5 separate regions of the Mus musculus genome follow, and regions 1, 3, 4 and 5 are each linked to region 2. The links are chromatin contacts, called in public HiChIP or PLAC-seq and promoter capture Hi-C maps. All regions are on one chromosome and are shown on one strand. The core of a region is the stretch at or near the end of the contact, and the rest is flanking DNA. Distances in the headings are between cores, read along the strand shown.

Evidence for each region. Promoter capture Hi-C pulls out the DNA fragments that hold promoters and counts their contacts. HiChIP or PLAC-seq counts read pairs in DNA pulled down with a chosen protein or histone mark.
Region 1: a contact with region 2 is called in a promoter capture Hi-C map of pre-B cells. The contact joins the promoter of Mast1 here to the promoter of 4921524J17Rik in region 2. A contact is called at or near these places in 4 of 39 promoter capture datasets (cranial neural crest, frontonasal cranial neural crest, pre-B cells and 1 more).
Region 3: an H3K4me3 HiChIP or PLAC-seq map of stem cell-derived neural progenitor cells shows a contact between it and region 2, with 3 times the contacts expected there. The contact joins the promoter of Hook2 here to the promoter of 4921524J17Rik in region 2. A contact is called at or near these places in 2 of 484 Hi-C or Micro-C datasets (embryonic stem cells and pre-B cells) and 3 of 115 datasets of contacts at active chromatin or transcription factors (embryonic stem cells, extraembryonic endoderm stem cells and stem cell-derived neural progenitor cells).
Region 4: a contact with region 2 is called in a promoter capture Hi-C map of erythroid cells, with 6 times the contacts expected there. The contact joins the promoter of Best2 here to the promoter of 4921524J17Rik in region 2. A contact is called at or near these places in 16 of 39 promoter capture datasets (the 3T3-L1 cell line, the C10 cell line, the HPC-7 cell line and 11 more), 1 of 484 Hi-C or Micro-C datasets (muscle stem cells) and 7 of 115 datasets of contacts at active chromatin or transcription factors (the 230-238 cell line, the SCID.adh cell line, bone marrow-derived macrophages and 3 more).
Region 5: a contact with region 2 is called in a promoter capture Hi-C map of liver. The contact joins the promoter of Phkb here to the promoter of 4921524J17Rik in region 2. A contact is called at or near these places in 3 of 39 promoter capture datasets (the HPC-7 cell line and liver), 2 of 484 Hi-C or Micro-C datasets (LSK cells and embryonic stem cells), 2 of 115 datasets of contacts at active chromatin or transcription factors (the SCID.adh cell line and astrocytes) and 2 of 9 other capture datasets (adipose tissue and macrophages).

Annotation. Positions count from the first base shown.
Region 1 is chr8:84,935,951-84,938,650 of GRCm38.p6, reverse strand. Mast1 (microtubule associated serine/threonine kinase 1) reads left to right here and starts at 1,298. Exons shown (of 26, transcript NM_019945.2): 1 at 1,298-1,456. The coding sequence starts at 1,374.
Region 2 is chr8:85,431,505-85,434,204 of GRCm38.p6, reverse strand. It overlaps 4921524J17Rik (RIKEN cDNA 4921524J17 gene), which reads left to right and starts at 1,364. Exons shown (of 4, transcript NM_025722.3): 1 at 1,364-1,546. The coding sequence starts at 1,481.
Region 3 is chr8:84,989,153-84,991,951 of GRCm38.p6, reverse strand. It overlaps Hook2 (hook microtubule tethering protein 2), which reads right to left and starts at 1,329. Exons shown (of 21, transcript NM_001372357.1): 1 at 1,200-1,329; 2 at 648-733; 3 at 503-575. The coding sequence starts at 1,244.
Region 4 is chr8:85,012,940-85,015,705 of GRCm38.p6, reverse strand. It overlaps Best2 (bestrophin 2), which reads left to right and starts at 1,298. Exons shown (of 10, transcript NM_001130194.1): 1 at 1,298-1,329; 2 at 2,120-2,324; 3 at 2,422-2,516. The coding sequence starts at 2,173.
Region 5 is chr8:85,839,579-85,842,278 of GRCm38.p6, reverse strand. It overlaps Phkb (phosphorylase kinase beta), which reads right to left and starts at 1,291. Exons shown (of 32, transcript NM_199446.2): 1 at 1,176-1,291. It overlaps Itfg1 (integrin alpha FG-GAP repeat containing 1), which reads left to right and starts at 1,330. Exons shown (of 18, transcript NM_028007.3): 1 at 1,330-1,745. The coding sequence starts at 1,541.

The DNA of each region.
Region 1 (2,700 bases), core at 49-2,548, 500 kb after region 2:
TGTGTCAGCATGAGTGTGGAAGTAAGTAGCTTTCTCTTGGAATGTTGCTTGCCTTACACAATGTGGGTCTTAGGAATATACCTCAAGTCACCAAGCTTCTTGGTCACTAGATCCTCAAGCCAGGCAGTGGTGTCACACGCCTTTAATCCCAGCACTTGGGAGGCAGAGGCAGGTGAATTTCTGAGTTCAAGGCCAGACTGGTCTACAGAGTGAGTTCCAGAACAGCCAGGGTTACACAGAGAAAACTTGTCTCAAAAAACAAAACAAAGAAAGAGAGAGAGAGAGAGAGAGAGAGAGAGAGAGAGAGAGAGAGAGAGAATTTTTCGGTTTAGGGTATAGTTCAATTGGGAGAGCGCACTGCACAAAAGCTTGGCTGATAAACAGGGTGTGGTGGAGGGTGGAACATGCCTGTGACATCAGTGCAGAGAACCTGTAGGCAGAATCAGATGATCAAGGTTACCCCTCAGCTACTCAGCAAGTTCAAAGCCAGCCTGGACTTCCTGAGACCCTGTCCGGAACAAAGGACAATGTTTTACAAACACTGTCGTGGAGGCTCACAGTTGTGATCTGAACATTTGGAAGGTGAGGCAGCACTATCTCAGTTGGAGGGCAGCATGTGTGACGTAATGAGCTCCAAGCCATCCTGAGATATATGAGATTCTGTCTTGTCAAAAAGCCAAGTAAGTAGGGCGGTGGTGGCGCACGCCTTTAATCCCAGCACTTGTGAGGCAGAGGCAGGCGGATTTCTGAGTTCAAGAAGGCCAGTCTGGTCTACAAAGTGAGTTCCAAGACAGCCAGAGCTAGACAGAGAAACCCTGCCTCGAAAAACCAAAAAAAAAAAAAAAAAAAAAAAAAAAAGCCAAGTAAAACTTTATTTGCATGAACTTGTTTTTAGATGCCCAGTTGGGTCTATTTCTTGTGTAATTGAGCCTGTTTTGGTTACTGGGAATCGGGAGAGGAATCAGGAAGGCAAGGGTGACATGGTGATGCTGATGAAGCTCAGGTGAACGGAGAGGCATCGTGGGCAGTGGCCACTGTCCACGCTGACCTTCATCTTTTTTACCCCCTTTTCTTCCAGAAGGATTTACCCCTGCCCCGGAAAAGCAGCAGGTGAGCCTTGGGGGAGAGGTGCATTGGGATGAGGCCCCCAGGTAGGGCATCAGGCGTGCACACGGGCGGGGCCTCGCGCGGCGACACCCCGCAGCGCCCCCTCGCGACTGGCTGCAGCAACAGGGCCCTCCCCTCCCCCGCCTTCCCCTGGCCGCTGCTGCGGCTCCAGCCTCCGCCCAGCACACTCGCTCCCCGCGCTGCCGCTGCCGCTGCCTCTGCTGCTGCTGCCGCCGCACCTGCCACCATGTCGCCGCCGCCGGGTCATGTCTGACTCTCTCTGGACCGCGCTTTCCAATTTCTCGATGCCCTCCTTCCCCGGCGGCAGCATGTTTCGCCGCACCAAGAGGTAGACCCCCAACCCCTAGACCCTGTCCGGGACCTCCGGGTGAAGCCACCCTGCCGGCTGCTGCGGCAGGGCGGGGCCGGGATGCTGCTAGCTGTCCAGCTGCGCCAGAGGTGTCCGCGCTGTGCCCTCCCGCAGGGGATGGGGTTAAACGCGGACAGTGCGGGGCGTGCTGCGGGGGGAGACTGAAAAGGCCTGAGATGGGGAAAGGGGTCGTGCCTGCGGGGGGTTGCAGCGCCTTTGTTTGCAGACGCTGTGGGCTCAGGCGGCCTGGTGGGGGTAGGGGAATGCGGGGAGGGGGGCCTTGGCACCCTCAGAACAATAGCCGCAGCTTGGTTCCCCCCCGCCCCCATCTGCGTGCTCTTGGACAAGCTAATATGCTCAGTCACTGCGGCTGAGAGCGAGGGGGCTAGAGCGAGTGGGGGCTCTTCTTACCCAGCTGCTAGGCAGAGGAAGGGGGGGTCTTTATCACTGCAAGAAGCCTCCCAACTCGAACACATCCTCACACTGAAAATAGTGACACAGCGTCACACAGAACATGACCACACACATACAACCCTAGTGACTCCCATACACTGGGAGGCACCGCATATACTCAGCCACAGGTCAAAGCCATGCACAAATAGGGTCACCTCCCGTGTCACACACAGACACACACGCGCACACACACATCGTGTTCTCCTAGTAAAATGTCACACGCATGACTACCCACCAAAACAACGTTCCCATCCAAGATACATAGATCCAATTTCAGAATGAGACAACCATACGCCTAACAACATCACAGCATCTGTGTCACATTGACACCAAGATAAACAGACATAGGGACTCCTGCAAAAGCAGGGACACACAATCACATAGCAGATACCCGTGTGGTACATGGCTGCATGCTTGGATGCACCCGTTGTCACAGGGTGTTAAATCCACACACAGTAGATGTTGAACACACACAGCCAGCATCTCTCATGCTGATAACCCCAACTGACATCGGCACATCTGCAGCTTTCTGCCTTCATGCACCATGCTGGAGTTACACAGTCATGAACAAGCTGTGTTTCCCACTGCATCACCCACACAGAAGGATGTACCATCACACAGAGAACATACATGACACACTAGTGTCATTCAGTGTAGATCTCATACAGTGGATGCCGCATGTGAATGCTATGGGCAGACTCAAGGACACAGACATTCAGGGTCACCAGTGGTATCACCGTTGACTATCAGGCTATAGCTGACACAAACCT
Region 2 (2,700 bases), core at 115-2,614:
GTTTACACAAAAGGCCTCTGTCTTGTTCCAGGAATTTAGTGGCATGGAACAGTAATTCCCTGCCCTCCACCCACATTCGTGTGTCAATTCTTTTCCAACTTGGCAATCAAACAGGACTGTGAGTTCTGACCCCAGCTGATACAGAAAAATCACTAACTCTAAGCCCACTTTCTTTCTTCCTGTGATCCATCTCCCTAGTGTGCCCTCTTTTCTTTCTTTTTTTCTTTTTTTTTAGATAGGGTTTCTCTGTATAGCTCTGGCTGTCCTGGAACTCACTTTGTAGACCATGCTGGCCTCGAACTCAGAAATCCGACTGCCTCTGCCTCCTGAGTGCTGGGATTAAAAGCGTGCAGACACCACACCGGGCTTAGTGTGCCCTCTTGAGAGAGTAAAGGTCGTGTGTGTGTCCAGGCAGTGAACATTACATTTCTCTTACTTGCAAGACCAGTAGCCCAAGATAATGCTGTCAGCTCCAGATGTCATCTGCTCCCTTTGATCCAAAGTGGCAGAAGTTTTGTGTCCCTTCAAGGCTGATCCTGGAGACTTCCTTAGGGGGTTATTTGGGATTGGGGAACCCTTGTGTTAAGGACTCTATTCACACACACACTTCTTTTAACTGACTTTACATTTTCACACGTTTAGATTTTTTTTTTTTGGACAGGTAGTGTCTTTGTCCTGAGATACCTTTCCTATAGTACAGAGTATGAGGAGTCTCTTTAACAATGGCAGATGCTCTGTGTGTTACCCCTCCCTTTTCTGCAACTTTATACCCAGCTCATGCTCCTTTCTTCATCAAACTACAGTTTAAAAATATCTCTCTGCTCTCTCACTGTAGATCTGAACAAGAGCAGTGAAAGCTGGGATGATAGGAGTGCACAGCATTTTGTTTCACTTTTCAAATAATTTGCTTTTAATTTTAAACTACTCAGTATCAGTGATACACAAGATGAAACCAGACCAACCTCTCCACCCCCTCCAAAAACAAAGCCTTGTAGACTGTTCCTTGAAGGCAGACATTTCTTATTCGGTGTGCTTAATAGTGGATCGTAGGCAATTATTTAATGAATAGTGAAGTTTATACCCCTGACGCTGGAAGCCTAGGGGTTTCATCGAGTGTCTATTATAATTTCTCTCGGATTAGCATTGCTGACATTTGCAGAGAGGTTTTCCGTTGCCAGTAACCATTTCAGGCTCTGGTTCTGGGGCCGACGAGGGGGCGTGCCCAGCACCAGGGCTCGGCCCACCTGTGCGTTGGTTGGTGGAGTCTCGTCGGAGCCACGCCCCCGAGCGGTCCACCGCCTTAGAGGGCGTGGCGATGGGACTTCCCTGGAAGGGCCGCGGCGCCCCCCTCCTCCAACCCGCACGCAGCCCCGCGCACGCGCACGCGCGCCTCCACGGCTGGGTCGCGGCTGGAGTGAGGACGCGCTGTGTGGAGCAGCGGAGGCACGGCGCTGCTTCCACCGCTGCTCAGGAGGGGAGCATGTCTGCAACTCGAGCCAAGAAAGTGAAGATGGCCACCAAATCGTGCCCCGAGTGCGACCAACAGGTGGGCTGGGCCGGCGCGAGCGGGCGGGGCGGGCAGGGCGGGTGGCCGTTGCTCGGCGGCGGTTGGCGGTGCGCGGCGGCCCGCGGGCGGCGGGGGCCTGGGAGCGGGGACCCGGCGCTGCCCCTTCTGGTCCCGGGCCGGCCCGCGGACCCCTGCCGCCCCGCATGGCTTTGTTCGCGGTTGGGGAGAGTGCGGTGCTGCTTCTCAGCTGTCGCTCCCCGCCACCTGGGTGGCAGCATAAAGCAGACAAAAGGACAGTAATGGTGCTAACTTTTTTGCAAATTTGTGGACTTCCGGAACGCCGCAAAAAAACCAACCAGTTTGATGTGTGGTTTCTAGTCCTTCCACTACGTTGTTAACGGAACACGGTTCGAATAAAGTCGGCGTTGAGGCTCTTCCTCTCTGCGTGTGCCCCGTCCCATTCGTGCTATTTACTGTTGTAAATTTGACATGTCTGCTTACAGATTTTTTTTTTAAATATGCGGATTCGTGAATTTGAAATCATTCATATTTAGACTGAACTCATGGAGTAATAGTCGTAATTTTTAAAAAAATCATTTTTCTTTTCCTACATTTAAGTACGCCTAATTATAGTGTGATGAACAAAAACTCATTCCATTAAAATCATCCTTAGGCCTTCATGCCGGCATGCAGATCTGGCTGTACTTCTTTTTCCTGAATCTTCCTAAAATGACTACCTCTCTCTCTTCCCCTCCCCCCTCCTTCTCTCTGGAGTAATTGGAAATGGGTGGAGACTTAAAATCTGATTTAAGTATATTATTTAGGGCGTGTCCTTGTAGGTTTATTAAAATCTTTAAACAAAAAAGTTACATGTTTTATTCAGTATGATTTATAGGCAATGTTTAAAAATGCTGATGATGGAAAGTTGTGCAAGTTTAGTCGATAGAGCATACCAGTCTGCAATATCAAAACAGTCATGTTTTCCAAAATGTAGAGTTACGTTCATTCTTTCCACCCAACTAAATTGTAGCAAACTTGCACTTTGTGATCAGTCTGTTGGCAGATTACTTTGATGTTTAAATAATTTTCAGTTAAGGCTTTTACAGTATGAATTATGCATTCTGTTTCTGTAGGGCACAAGTCCCTTGTTTTACTTGGCATAAAATAATCTTTTGGGGAAAATATCTGTTTTT
Region 3 (2,799 bases), core at 80-2,579, 440 kb after region 2:
GATCCTCTGGCTTGCTAAGTACTGGGACTCCATGTGTGCCACATGGTCTGGCTACCCCTGCCCATCCCCCCTCCCACCCCCCACCCAGCATACCCTGCTACTTGGGATTGAACTCAGGACCTTGTGTAGGGTGAGCAAATTCTCTTTTGCCAACTATATCCCTGGCCTTTTAAAGGTTTTGAGACGGGATGATGGATGGTTTACCACCCTCCTGTATTAACACACCACCATAGCTGGGATTACAAGCATTTGCCAGCACACCTCTTGGAAGTTAACATGTGTTGTGTGTGTGCTTTTGCCCACATCATAAGAATGGTGGCAAGTTTTTTTGTCCTATTGTGGGTGCTCAATATAAACAAAAATAGCTTGCTGATCACCAGACATCTGGCTCTCTTCCTGACAAGACTGCCTGTCCATCGCACAGGACATGTATCTAGCTTTCCCTTTGCCTTCACCTCCTTAAGTCCTCTAGTTATTCCCTAGTCATGAGTCCACCTGTCACCTTCAACCTCCAGCTGGGGCTTGAGTCCTCTGAGATGCCCTGGAGCCATTCGTTGTTGAACCAGGAAGGGTCTCTAGGGGCAGAAAGATGGGATGAGCAGGCTGGGGAGCCCTTCAGGATCCTCCCACTCAGCCGCCACACTCACATCTGATTCAGCACATGGGCTATGGCGAGTCCGCTGCTCAGGTCCTGGGGACTGGCACAGGGGGGTGAAACTTGGAACGTCTGCAACTAAAGGGGGAAGACGGAAGGGCAACAGGAAAATTGAGGACCTGGAATTGCAGACTTTTTCCCCAGCCATCAGACATTTCACGGGGTTAGAAAGGCATTAGCCTGTAGCACCAACATATCACATCTTCGGGGGCGTGACTTCTACACGCCTAGGCAAGGACGGGGCGTGGCTTCATTTTACCTATCCTGGCAAACCCTGCAAACCTAGGTCAGGGCGTTACCACCAGTCACCTGGTCCCCACTGCTAACATGTGACCAGGCCTGTGCCCTCCAGAGGGGCGTGGCCTCACCTGGTCTTTTCGCTCAGGCCTGCCCACGTGACAGACGCAGGTGGTCAGGTCAGAGTCCAACGGCCCAGCAAGCCTACGATCTATTCCTCCTTCCAGGTCCAAAACCGAGGAAAGAAGACCAAGACAGGACGAGAGGAGAGGGCGCACACCTGACCCAGCCCCGCCCCCCGACCTACCCAGGTGAGCAGAGACCCGCATAGCTCGGCCTTGTCCACACTCATGGCTCCGGATCGAATTCGATCCGGGCCAAGGAGCCCCGGCACGCAGCAGCAGCCTCCGGGTCCGCCACCAGCGAGCGCCCGAAGCCCAGACCTCCCGCTCGGCCTAGAGCGCCGCCCCGCTCCACCCCGCCCCCTAGCCATAGGCTCCGCCCCAGACACGTGATCTCCCATTGCAAACACTTGCCTCGCCATCTTAGATGCGGGACATAGGCAAGTGCACATTCTGCCGCTAGGTGTCAGTCTGGCTCAGTCCTGCTGCTGGTGACCTCCACTCCTCGCGGCTTCTCTTTATGTAGTGGAGTGGTCCTCAAGATCCTTTTAAGGCGGATCTACCGCACCCAGTTTCACAGGCACTTTAATGGTTCCCCCCCAAAGCTGAAAGAAATCCTCCGGTTTAGCCGCGTTATGATCTGAGCCTTTCTTAATGTGGGCGCAGAGAATAATTATAAATCCTGTAGTCGTGGAGTGAGAGGATCTTAAAAGCGTCTTCCCCAGAGAAGTGATTCTGGCTGGAGTCCTTCTGAAAACTCGGGTATGGTTGGGAGCAGGAAGGGTCAAGTATGTCCTGAGTAAAGGACATAGCACTTGCCCAGCCCGGGGTCTCTTTCCTGCGAGCTACTCTGCTCCTTCCCGGCCCCGGGTGCTTTGAGCACCTTCCTGCCCTAAAAAACACTCGACCTGGCCAAAGCTGCGGGTGATCTGAAGCCCACCAGGGGGCGCGCAGAACGTAGGAACGCATCCTTCTGGGAAAAGGGTGCGTCCACCGGTTGAGCCGGTTTAGGGGAGCGCAGAGAGCTTAGAATTTTTTGACAATAAAGTCTCAAGACATCATTTGTGGAGTGCTTACTGTTTTCAGACTTTACAATAAGCTATATATCTACAGACAATTGAATGTTTTCCACGACCCTAGGAGACAAGGGCTACTTTAATTCCCAGGTTTTGTTTCTTAATTTTAGAAACTGTATTATTTAATTTTTTTATTTAATTTTTTTTTAATCCGCCGCTTTGCAAATGAGTAAACAGCGGCTACAAAGTACACGGGCTTTGACGCCAGGGGTAAAGCCCAGACCACGCCCTTTGACCCCTGGGTCCACTAGTAGCCCCTCCCCTCTCTGGCGGGTGGGGTAATGTGCTGTAATTAGAGGCTATTAAATGTGCCCAGAGGGAGGAGTGGAGCCGGCTCTGCTTTGGGGCGGGTTCAGTTCGGAGGGGGATAATGTTCTGCTTCCATCCAGGCAATGAGCCGGGATCCAGTCCAGCGACCCTGTCCTGGTTGGGTGAGCCCAGCGACATCAGCCACCCGCCCTCTATCTTACTAGAGTTGTTAATCTACTACAGACACTCGGTTGCAACCCACTCAAACTCTCAGCTGCACACACCAGAGAGCCTTGGAGGCTGATTCACACTTCCACAGACCCTCACGCCTTGTTTTCCTGATTCCAGTCCCTGAGACCCTGTGGAAAGGTATAGAAGGGAGTGTGCTTCCAGACTGGACTGGGCATGGGGCCTGCCAACTGGCTCCCCCATCCCACATCCACCAGAGTTGATGCCCCAC
Region 4 (2,766 bases), core at 49-2,548, 420 kb after region 2:
TGCTAGGGATGTTGTCTAGGGCTTTACAAATGCTTGACAAGTCTTTTGCTGTTAAGCTACACCTATAGTCCTTGCAAATATGCCTTCACTACGTTAGCAAATGTCAGGAACCCCCAAGTTCCTCCTCTGACCCTAGGACTATCCCACTATTTTGAGAGAGGTGCTCCCACATTTATTTCTCGTGTGAGTTTGGAGGTGTCTTTGACTTCTTTTCTCTATTGGGTTTTTTAAAAAATATTTATTTCAAGCTGGGTGGTGTTGATGCACTTGAGAGGCAAAGACAGGTAGATCTCTGAGTTCATGACCAGCCTGGTCTACAGAGTGAGTTCCTGGATAGCCAGGACTACTACACAGAGAAACCCTGTCTCAAAAAAAAAAAAAAAAAAAAGTCTAGAACTGGGGTTTTAGACACTTGTAAGCAACAGTAGGGGTATAGGTACCAAATTCTGAAAGTACAGGCAGTTTGAGTTCTTAGTCACCACATGTACTTTTTCATTTCTGTCTATATGTGTCTCTGCCTGGGTTGGGATATGTGCACTTGGGTACAGGTGCCCTTGGGTCCCCTGCAGCTGGAGGTAAAGGTGGTTGTGAGCTACCAGACTGGGTGTGGGGGACAAATTCTACAGAAGCAATATACACTCAACCACTGAGCCACCTCTCCATCTGTTGGGTTTGTGGGACTCCGTCTCATTCTGTAACCCAGGGTAGCATGGAACTCATGACAGTCCTCCTGCCTTTAGCTGCCAGCATTCCTGGCTGACCTTGAAAGTCTCTGTGACAGTGTAGATTGCCACTGTGGTAAGGGAAGCAAAATGTGTGTCTGGGTCTACAATGTGATGTGCATCTTTGTGACAGCTTGAGACCACAGGAAACTGAAGGGTGACCCAGTCTTGCTGGGCTGTGGATGTGGGGTGTGTGTGTGTGTGTGTGTGTGTGAGAGAGAGAGAGAGACCTTCTCCTTCCCGCTTTTTCAGCTCTAGGTTCCAGATACCTTGGACCTTCTCCCTAGGAGGGAGGGATACAAAGAGGAGCAAAAAAGTACAAGGCAGACCACACACACACACACACACACACACACACACACACACACACACACACACACACTACCACTACCCCACCCAACCCCACCCCCCTGCCCAGGAGACAAACTGGCAGACCTTCTCCAAACAAAGTTCTGAGGCTGTAACTCAACTAAAGGGGATGGACTTGGGAGGGGCTGCCCACGCCCACTCCCCAGCTCCTTCCCAAACAGTCTGGCTTCAGCCCCACCCAATACTGAAGACACCCTCCCTTTTAGTCTCTGTCCCTTGTGTCCCTGTACGGCCACAGGTGAGAAGGGCCAGGTCTGGGAGAATAAATGGCCCTGGACTGGCAGGCTTTGGGCAGGACTCCTGGAGAGAGAGGGGCAGAGTGGAAGGCTAGGAGGGGCAGCACAAAAGGAAGAAAGGTAAAGGAGAATCTGAAGAAGGCCTGGAGGTGTCGGAGCTGGGGGATTAAATGGGCATTGGGGTAAGCTGGTTCCTTGTCAGAGGAAGGGAGGCTGCTGGACAGACTGGGGAGCCGGAGCTTTAGAGACGCCATTCAGAGCAGTTCTGAATATGAGGGGGATAGTAGTTCTGCCGGGGCAGACTGTAGTCTCAAGAGAGGACAGAGAGAAAGCCAAACTTGGGAGAGTGGGCAACAAGAGGGGGGATATTGAACCCTGAGGATTAGAAACTGAAGACTCAGGAAGTCAAAAAGATTGAGTGTTGTACAGGTGAAAGGGATAGGAGGGTGTGTGGGAGGAAGGTCAAAAAGTGACTAGATTCATCCAAAGGTTTAGGAGTGAGGGACCTAAGATAAAGTCCAAGGGGCTTGGACCATCAGTCTAGAGAAGGAAGGCAGAGCAAGACTGGGAGATGGGAACTCGAGAAAGGGCCAGGACCCGGGAAAAGGGGGGGGGCGTTTGGGGGTTGGGGTAGGGTGGTACCAGGACGGGAGTGAGGACCGCCCTAGGGCAACGAGGTGCTAGGGTGCTGAGACATTGGATATCATCACCTGCTGCGCTGTCGCCCGCACCTCCACCTTCAACTGAAAGCCCCAGGATCAGCCCCTCCCAGCATCTTCCCTTGGCTCACAGGCCCGGACCCAGGCTAAAACCTTCTCCATTGGCCACACTGGCCAGGCGCAGCGATGACCGTCACCTACACAGCCAGAGTGGCGAATGCCCGCTTCGGTGGCTTCTCGCAGCTGCTGCTGCTGTGGCGCGGAAGCATCTACAAGCTCCTGTGGCGAGAGCTGTTATGTTTCCTGGGACTCTACATGGCACTAAGCGCCGCCTATCGGTGAGAAGACCTGGAGTTGGGGCTGGGGATCTGAGCCCTGCGGAAGGGACTGGGAGTGGAGGGGAGACCTGTAGCTACTGCATTCCCTACCCCACAGCTTCTTACTGGCAGAAGAGCAGAAGCGCTACTTCGAGAAGCTTGTCATATACTGCGACCAGTACGCCAGCCTCATCCCCGTCTCTTTCGTACTTGGTGAGGTTGGGCCCCCTGAGAATCTTATTCCTACGTAAGGGAGAAATCTGTTTTCCATCCATGCTTCTTGGAGACCCCCATTCCTACCCCTCTAAGACTCAAATCTAACCTCCAAAGCTGGGTGTGGTGGCGCACGCCTTTAATCCCAGCACTTGGGAGGCAGAGGCAGGAGGATTTCTGAGTTCGAGGCCAGCCTGGTCTACAGAGTGAGTTCCAGGACAGCCAGGGTTACACAGAGAAACCCTGTCTC
Region 5 (2,700 bases), core at 42-2,541, 410 kb before region 2:
ATACATGTTGGGGGTTGAGAGGACGGTTAAAGACCCTGGCAAAAGACTAGTTATTCTCTTTGCCCAGAACAACCTAATAGCACTTTTTCTATTCCCACAGCAACAGTGTTAATAACCAACTCAAAATTTCTATATGACACAATAAAAGAAAATATAAGCAACAAATATCCCTACAACTGTTTCAAATAATTCTACTGACTCTGAACTTGAGTCAACTGCTTTCTAAAAATTTCTCTTACTTTTCATGTGTTTGTTCCATTACAACCCTAAGTCCTAAGTAAATAAACACACAAAAATTTTAAGATTTCAAATGGAATGAAATTGGCAATACTTTAACAAATACAGTACTTTTCTACAATCTTTCGTCAATCTTTGACAAGGGAAAGGTTCTTGGTTGAACATTTCTTGTCCCCCACCTCTCGTGTTTAAGGACACATTTTTTCCCCCAAGATTGTATCCAATTTCAAAAGTGGCAGTTTCACTGCTGGCTCTCTGGAAAGTTATTAATCAGGAGTACTAACTTTTAAAACGCCAGTGTGACTTTGCAATTTGAACAAGTCAGTTCAGGACACTCGGACTGCTGGCTTTTTAATCTCCGTGGTTGGGAACCACAACTAGAAGCTACAGGTGGTGGGACCATTTGGCTAGGGAAGGGGCCAATTTCATTCTGAGTCATAACTGTACACTAACTTAACTTGTGGCACAAACCGTCTTCCTCAATTTCTGACACACAGAACTGGCTGCAGCTAAAAATTACTGAGGAATGTGAAGGGGGCATATGAGACAAAAGTAGTCGCCAGCTCTTTAGGACCTCACTAAAAATGGAGGTCTACTTTTTGCAGAGCAAGAGCGTTCAGGTTCCAAAGAACTTGTCACTAGCTGACTTACTCGGCAAAGTTTCTGGAGAAGTCAGCTTATCACTAACTTTGGAGAGGAAATAACTTGGGGGAGAAAGACAGACGTTATCTAAATGGGGGAAGTGCAGGGATTGGGGAATGGGGACCAAGATGGACAAGAGCAGGGCAGCAAGAGAAACCTATTGCTTTCTGGAGCCAACTTAAGGAAGCAAGTTGATCCCCAGGACAGATCCCACCTGCCTCCCTCCAGGGGACTTGCGGAGGAGCACCACCCCCTGTACCCAGGAGGGGGAAGGTTGTGGTCACAGGCAGTCAAACCTGAGCGCTTGGCCCGGGCTCTTCGTTCCAAGAGCTTCCAGCTTACTTCAGCCATGAGTCCCTCAGCCCCCGCCATCGCACAGTGCCCACCACCCCAGCTGCCAGTCAGCGAGGCCGGCCCGGCCCCGCCCCCTCGCGCGACACTGTCGGGAGGCACGACAGCCGGAAGTGAGTTCCCGGGCAGACGCCGCCCTAGCTCCTCGGCGTCTTGGTCGTCGGAGAAACAGCCCCAGGGCAGCGTGAGAGTGCAGCGAGGGGCTGCCCGTGAGGCCGCACCCCGAGTCTTTTCTCGGTCGGCCGGTCAGTCGCACGGTGCTTTGCGGCTGCCGTCAAGCGCGGCGGAGGCCGGCCGGGCCGAAGGCGCCATGGCGGCAGGCCGGCTTCCTAGCGCCAGGGCGGTGCTGGCCCCGCTGTTCTTGGGGCTCGCGCTGCTGAGCGTTGGGCCTGCCCCGGCGCGGGCTCTGCACAACGTCACGGCCGAGCTCTTTGGGGCTGAGGCCTGGGGCACCCTGGCGGCCTTCGGTGACCTCAACTCCGACAAACAGACGGACCTCTTCGTGCTGCGGGAAAGTCAGTGCTTGCCGGCCCTCCTCTGTCTGCCCCTCCCGGTGTACCCACGCCCCCTGATTCCTGTTACCCTACCTCTTGCATTTCCCAGTCTTCTGGCTCTCCCTTTATCTTCAGCACAGGGACAGCTTTCCCCTGTTTTTATCAACCCTCGGTCCTAACTCAGTAACCCCGCGGCTTGACCATCAGCCCAACCCTTAAGAACACACCAACCTCCCTTCATCTAGAAACCTCTAGCCTTCATATGGCGAATGATCACCTGCCTGCCAAAGGTCTTCCAGATTTCTAAGAACCTTGGTTTCTGGTCTAAGCATTTGCTTTCCCGTCTTTTTTCCAATCTTCCACCCCCTTTGATGAGAAAACATGCAAGCTGACAGTTTCTTGTGAGAGATGTTCTGCCTTCACCTCCTACTAATTCTGCCCTTCCTTGTGTTAAGATCTTTAAAGGCACTGTGCCTTCCTCAGGCACCAAATTCTCCACCACTCACACCAGCCTCTGTTGTTGTTAACTGCTGATAAACGCAGTGCCTCCTTGGTCATACATTCTCAAACTTCAGACTTCTCCAGCATAAGGTGCCTTAGCTTAGTGTACATCTGGCCCCTCCTCATCTTGAGTACTGCTATAGTCTTCATCCAACTTGCCATTGAAAGTTCATTAACCACATTAAGCCTTAAAAGAAAAAATGTCTGATGCTGACCAAGTGCATCGGTTGGTGGTTAAGGACCAAGGCCATGAATAAAGTTTAAAGCCCCTACAAAGCTGACTGGCAGGATCCTGACAAGGTCTTTTGAGTGCTCTTTCCAGGACCCCAGAACCTCTTATAAGACCTGGATGGTTTTTCCTCTATTTGAATGATTACCCACATTGCAAGAATACTCAAAGTCTGTAGCTAATCTATCCAAACTAGATACAGAGACATTGAAGATATCCTGTGCTTGATTAAGCGTTTCTGAAAGT